Regions from separate parts of the Sus scrofa genome. Here region 2 is linked to region 1. The links are chromatin contacts, called in public promoter capture Hi-C maps. All regions are on one chromosome and are shown on one strand. Each heading gives the region's core, a stretch centred on a gene start, on an enhancer-like site or on the middle of the called end of the contact. The rest is flanking DNA. Distances are from core to core; before and after follow the strand shown. Region 1 holds the start of CSNK1D (casein kinase I). Region 2 holds the start of MAFG (transcription factor MafG).

Region 1 (3,177 bases), core at 311-2,810:
GAAGGCAGCTCCCGACGACTGGACATAAATATTTAAGTAGTAAAATGCAAGTGTCTCTGAAGTGTATCCTACTTGGAGAGCAGCGCACATGCTGGAGGGACAGGTACCCTGTGGGGTAAGGGTACCAAAAGCAGTTCCCAACTCCCTCAGTGGGGGCTCCTCTTACACACCAGCCCACCGAGGTCGCGCACCCGCTCCAGGTAACGAGAGCCCAGGATGGGGCGGGGAGCTCGCACACTTGGGACCATCTGAAAGGCATAACCAGGAGCATCAGGGACCCTCGGCGACAAGCGCAGCAGCCGAACGGAAGCCCCGGGGCGGGCTGCGCCACGGGCGCATGTTTACCCCGAACTTGCGCAACGACAGTCCCGCCGCACAGCAGGCGTGCCGGGCTGGGCAGCCCCGACGCGGGGGTGGCAGCGAGTGGCCCACAGTTCCTCCGAGGAATGCCGCTGAGTTCTGTTTAAACTTCCAACTTTAAGATCCAAGCCCACCCTCTAGCACACGGGTGTATCCGAGCCTTCTTGCGCTGGAGACCTCAAACAATCCGGGACATTCTAACCCCAGGTTTTCCCGTCTACCCCGAGAACTTTCGCAGCAAAGGACAAGCTCCGGGTAGCGCTGCGCCACTCGACCTGCCTCTACTTCAGCCCACGCCTAAACGCTGACTTCGTCCTGGGTCGCCTGAGCGTCGTTCTGGTTGACGGCCAGGGACAGAGGCTGCAACTTGGAGGCGCAACACGTACCCCACCACCGCCCGACGGGCCCCCCGCGCGGCCCCGCGCTGCACCTGCGCTCCGCGGCCGGAGGGGCTGGGCACCGCCAGGGGCAGCGCGCAAGCCTCACCTCGTCTCGTGCCCGGCCGCAGGGCGCAGGACGCGGGCCCGCACGCCCGCCGACCGCTTTGTCGCCTGCGGGGTCGCCGGCCGTCCCGGAGGCCGCGGGCAGGCTGGGGCGGCTGCCCCGGGGCGCGGGTCGGGGGGGCCGCAGGCTCCCGCCCGGGGAGCTGAGCGGCGCGAGCCGTGAGGGCCCCGGGGCGAGTCAGGGGTCCGGCCGCCGGGGGCGGGGTCGCCGGGGCGGCGGCCGGAGCGGAGCCCGGCGGCCGGGCGCCGGTTTGGGGGCCGCGCCCGGGGGAGGGGCGCCTCACCGAGATAGATGTCTCCGAAGGACCCGCTGCCGATCTTCCGGCCCAGCCGGTACCTGTTCCCCACTCTGAGCTCCATGGCGGCGGCGGCCCGGCTCGCTCCTGCCCTCCCGGCCGCTTCCTGGGTCTGAGCTCGGGGAGGCGGCGCCGCTGCTGCCGCTACTGCGGGTCCGGCTGCCGGCTCCGCCCCCCTCACGGCCCCGCTTTCACCATCGCTTTCCGGCCGCCCTGCCGCTCCCAGCGCCTCAATACGGGGCGGATGGGACAGTCCGGGCGCCGCCGCCCCTGCTCCGGCCTCCGCCAACCCCGTTCGCCCTCTCCCCGCCGCGGATGGACTCGGATCTCCCGGGCCTAAATCCCCCTTCAGGGGCCTGAAGGAGCCGCCGCCATCGCGCTGTGACGTCACTTCCCCTAGCAACCCGGCGGGGCGGGGCCGCGGCTCCAAGCGACGGCCGGGGCGGGGCGATCGCGACCGCGGGGCGGGGCCTGGGGGCGGGCCTGCGCAGCTCTAGGGGTAGGGACCGCGTTCTCCCGATCCACTGACGCACCCGGCCAGGCACCTCCCCCCGCTCCTTGCCCCCTGCCTCTGGCAGCAGCCCAGGGCCCAGAGCCCCTCGCCTGGACCCCTTCCGCCGGCAGGATCTATGGGCTCGTGCAGGATTCCCTGCAGCTGTCTGGGAAGCCAGCGTTTCCTTGCTGCAGGCCTGGGACAGGCTCCCAGGCAGTGCCCTATAGGGGGGGGTAGGCACCTCCCTGCACCGGCACCTGCAGGGAGTAATATGCTCCCTCCACTAGGTGCTAGGTACGCTTTTTTGTTGGGTGCCAACAGCCTCAGTAGTGTCCCAGCTCACACGGACTCAAAGCTGACACCCAGCCTGTGCCTGACACACAGTGGAAAATATATAGACATATATAGAGAGAGATTTCATGGCCACACCAGCGGCATATGGAAGTTTCCCAGCAAGGGATTGAATCTAAATGGTAGCTGTGACCTACACGGCCATACCAGATCCTTTACGCCGCTGCAGCAGGCTGGGCATCCAACCAGCCACCTCCACAGCCACCGGAGCCACTGCGGTGGGCTGCTTAACCCACACCGCCATTGCGAGAACTCCACAATGCGCCCATTCAGAGTGTGCGAGTCAATGGTTTTAGCACGTAGCAACCATCGTCACAGTCAACTTCACTTTTCCATCACCCCAAAGAGAAGCCTCCACCCCACAGTCATGCCCCAGGCCCACGCATGAACAAAGTGCTGTGCTCTGAGGTCGCAGGGCCTGGCTGCAGACCTTCGCATTTTCTCGTGTCCTGAAAGCACGCTCCTCCCTTCTCCCGTTCAGGCCCTTCGGGGAGGGAGCTTGGTGTGTGTGCATGTGTCTGTTGGGCCTGGTGGGGGCTGGGAGCTGCTGGGGTCCCCCCGCTGCTGCTGCTGTCACAGTGGCCTCGCACCTCCCGGCCACTGCTTCCATTCTCTTTCCTCCTCTGGCTTCTGGTAGTTTCTGCCACTGAGCTCCCGTGACCTCCCTCTGTGCCTCTTCAGCTAACTGGCTGGTCCTGGTCGGCCAGTTCTTTGTCTGCAGGGAGTCACAGGTCACTGGCAAGAGCCAAATGATGGGGCAGGGGTGGGGTCATTTGCATAAATTGTGACCACCGGATTCATAAATTTTTTAAAGTTATACTCCATTTGTAGTTATTATAAAATATTGGCTACGTTCTCTGTCTTGTACAGTATATCCTTACAGCTTATTTTGTAGATACCTGTTTATACCTCTTAATGGCGCCTATCTATCTTTCTTGCTTTCCGTGGCAGAGCTTCAGACAGCTGCAACGGTGCTGTGCTGCGTGCCCGCGTCTTGCTATTTCTGTGTCTTGACTCTGTAACCTAGACAGTGGAGAAGCCCGCAGGCACAGGGGAGGGGGCGCCCAGAAGGCGCCGTCAGATGGGCCCGCCCAGGGCAAGAGGATGGCTTTGTCCTCGTCCCTGGTGGGGCCACAGGTGCCCAGGCTCCTCTTCTGGCACATGTGACATGGGA
Region 2 (3,177 bases), core at 443-2,942, 300 kb before region 1:
CTTCAAGCCACTGCATGCTGTGGCCAGGAAAAAAAAAAAAAAAAAAAAGATCAGCTGGCATCTGTATGCCCAGGGCTGGGGTGAAGGGGAGCGGAAGTAATGCCTGAGGACAAAGCACAAGGTCAGCCTTACCTAGCCTTGAACCCCTGGGCAAAAGGATCAGCTCTGGTCTAGAGGAAAGACCCCCACTCCCACCCCCGCCCCTGGAGACCAGGAACCACCCATTCACTTAGGAAGGTGGCTCAGGCCACACGACCCTCAGGCTGGAGTTCCCTCCCCAGGAGTCCCCACCACCACCCCATCAGGACCACCTTCTTTGTTAAGCTGCACAACCCTGAGCCCAACCAGAACAATCCGGGGTGACTGAGATTCTTCAGCCCATGCCGTCCACCCCAGTCCAGTGCCCTGAAGGTGGGTGCCCTCCAAGCTACCGCCACCCACAGCCTCGAGCCAGACCCCACGGCGGGCTGTGAAGAGAGGCAGGGCCTGCTCACCAGACACCAACTCCCCTGAAGTCTAAGTCCTGCTGCTTCCTCTCATTGGCAATTTCCTGGTAGAGCTGCACCTACATGCCCCCTGCCCTGTCCACTGTTACCCAGAAACCGGGTACAGGCACCCCTCTTTCTCCCACTGTCTCCCCATCTTCCCCGCCCAGAGGCTGCCCAGCCTGGCCAACCAGACCAGTCATAAGGAAAGCCGGCTTCCCAGCCCGCAAGCACAGCCCCCCTAAGCTCCTCCCTCTTCTCACTCAGAGAACTATTTCCCAGTTTGGGGAACTGTCCCAGACGCGGGTCAGGGACCAGCAGCCTGAGAAAAGCCTGCCGGGGAGGGGATGGACGGACCAGGGTCTTCACCCTCTACCCCAGAATAATAAGAATAGCGGTCCCTCCATTTACTCACCCCCCAAACCTTCAACACGCACATCAGCCCGAACTTAAGCAGGCACCCCAGCCTGGGGCCTAGCCCCTTCCCACTCCCTGGTTTAGCTCTCACCTCTCGCTTCCAGCCTCTCGAGCCCCTCGCTCAAATCCCCCCAGGCATCAGGACAAGCATCGAGTGACCTCATGCTGATGACTCAGCAAGTCTCCCTCTGGGCTCTGGCACGAGTGTGACAGAGCGAAGTCGGCGCGGGGAGGGTCTTCCTAGCCACCCCCCACGTGCCGCCCCCTTCCCCCCGGCCTCCAAGGACCCCCGCGTCCGAGAGGCGTTAACACAGACACCTGATGAATCAGCAGCTCAGGCTGGGACGGCCAGGCTCTTCCGCGGAGCCCTGGGCTCCCCGATCGACCCCACCCTTTCCTCCCGCCACCCCGGCCGCCCCTCCCTCCAGGACGCCCCGGCCCAGCAAGCCAGCCCGCGCAAGCCCCGCCCCGCCCCTGTGGGCACCCCCGCGCCCACCCGAGCACCCCAGGCGCAAGGGCAGGAAGCCGCTTCTGACTAGTGGGGAAATCGAGGCACGGGCCGCCAGCAGGGCGCGGGGCAGAGCCGAAGCTCGGAGCGTCCGGCCCGCGCCGCCCCGGACGCCCGAAGGAGCCGAGGCCCCGCGGAAGCCCGCCCTCGGCCCGGAGCCCCCAGCTGCCCCGCGCCCTGCCCCGGCCCGGCCGCCGCCGCACTCACCCACCACACTGCGGGCCCGGCGGGCCGAGGCTGGGGCGGGGCGGGGCGGGCACTCCGAGGCCGCGCGGGAGTGGGCCGCGCGGGGGCTCCGGGCCCGGGGTAGGGGCTCGCCGCCTGCGCGGGCCGGTCCGAGCGCGCTTGGAAGGCCGGGCCGGACCAGGCTCGGGGCTCGGGATCCGCCGCCGCCGCCGCCGCCGCCGGCCGCCGCCGCCGCCGCCGCCGCCCGCCGCCGCTCCTCAGACGTCACATGATGTTTGGTCACGTGGGCTCCATTCATGAAGCGGCGACGCGACCGGCTGGGGCTTAAAGGGGAAGGCGCGGCGGCGGCGACGGCGGCGGCGGGCGGCAGAGCGCGCCGGCACTGCGCCTGCGCGCCGGGCGCCGTCGCCCTGGCAACGCGCGCCGCGCCCGATGGGTGAGGTCTCGCGGGACTGGCCCGGGCGCGCGCTCCCTGTCCGGCCACGCCCCCTTTGAGGCGGGGCCTCGTGGTCCTCTGAAGCTCTCCTGAGGCTTGTGCGCAGACGTTGCAAAGGCCACGTGTCCGGTTTTCTGTTGCGGATCCGAGGTCCGTACGCATTATGGAGAAGGTCCTCATGGTGTTTCTGTTACTCCCCGGCAGGCTCTGCATGCCTTGCCTCCGTAATTGCGGAGCGGGCCTCAGCCTTGCCAGGAACAGCTGTCTGGTTCACAGGAGACCCACAGGCTCAGGGAGGCGAAGGGTTTGTCCGAAGCTCAAGGCCGCCTCCAAGGCTTCTGAGTAGTGTGGTCTGTCTTCACCCAGCATCCCGAGACCTCACATGAGGGACCGGGCTCAGGCGGCTCCTAGAACCCGTCTGGCTCAGAGTGGGTGCGGTGAATGTGGGCATCAGTAAGCATCTGTTGAATTCATAGTTGATGTAGGGGGTGCGCCTTTCCTTTCTGTTTCACCAGCGTCTGCCCCGAGCTTAGGTCCCCGTCCATGGACCCATGGACCCTTACAGAAAGTTTCTACACTTTCTGTAAGGACTTCTCACTTCTGTTCAAAATCCCCAGAGAAAGAGGTCTGGAAAGGAAGAAGGGAAACTGAAGGGACCCAATTCTACTTCCAGATTCTGGACGTCTCTTCTCAGGTGTGAGGTCAGGAAGGGTCGCGCCCCCCCCCACCAGACAGGTCAGTGAGATCAGATGAGCTGAAAGAGGGAGGAGCCAGGGACGAGGGCAGGATCCTTATGGGAATTCAGTGCCACTGAAGGAACGACAAAGGCCACCCAGGTGGCCCCTAGAGCCTTGGAGCATCAAGGTGTCAGAAACCCTCCCTGCCAGACTCCAGTAGCTTCCCTCTGAATCCCAAAGCACTCTGTCACCTTTTGCTTGGCAGGGCTGCATGTAGTGGTCTTATCATCTGGGCTCTTGAGGACAGGGTGTGTCCTCCAGCACGGAGCCAGTCTCAGAGTATAGGGCCTGACTTGTCAGGCCCTCAATTCGAGGTACTAAACCACAAAGACTTGCCCCTGAGGGCAAGAAAGAGTTCCTTTTGGCTCGGTCTCCTCTGGTGTCATCACCAGCTGCCAGCTCCTTCTC

Evidence for each region. Promoter capture Hi-C pulls out the DNA fragments that hold promoters and counts their contacts.
Region 2: a contact with region 1 is called in a promoter capture Hi-C map of liver, with 4 times the contacts expected there. The contact joins the promoter of MAFG here to the promoter of CSNK1D in region 1. A contact is called at or near these places in 1 of 5 promoter capture datasets (liver) and 1 of 2 datasets of contacts at active chromatin or transcription factors (alveolar macrophages).

What each region holds. Positions count from the first base shown.
Region 1 is chr12:767,239-770,415 of Sscrofa11.1, reverse strand. CSNK1D (casein kinase I) reads right to left here and starts at 1,560. Exons shown (of 10, transcript XM_021066360.1): 1 at 1,148-1,560. The coding sequence starts at 1,223.
Region 2 is chr12:1,067,589-1,070,765 of Sscrofa11.1, reverse strand. MAFG (transcription factor MafG) reads right to left here and starts at 1,692. Exons shown (of 3, transcript XM_021066420.1): 1 at 1,618-1,692.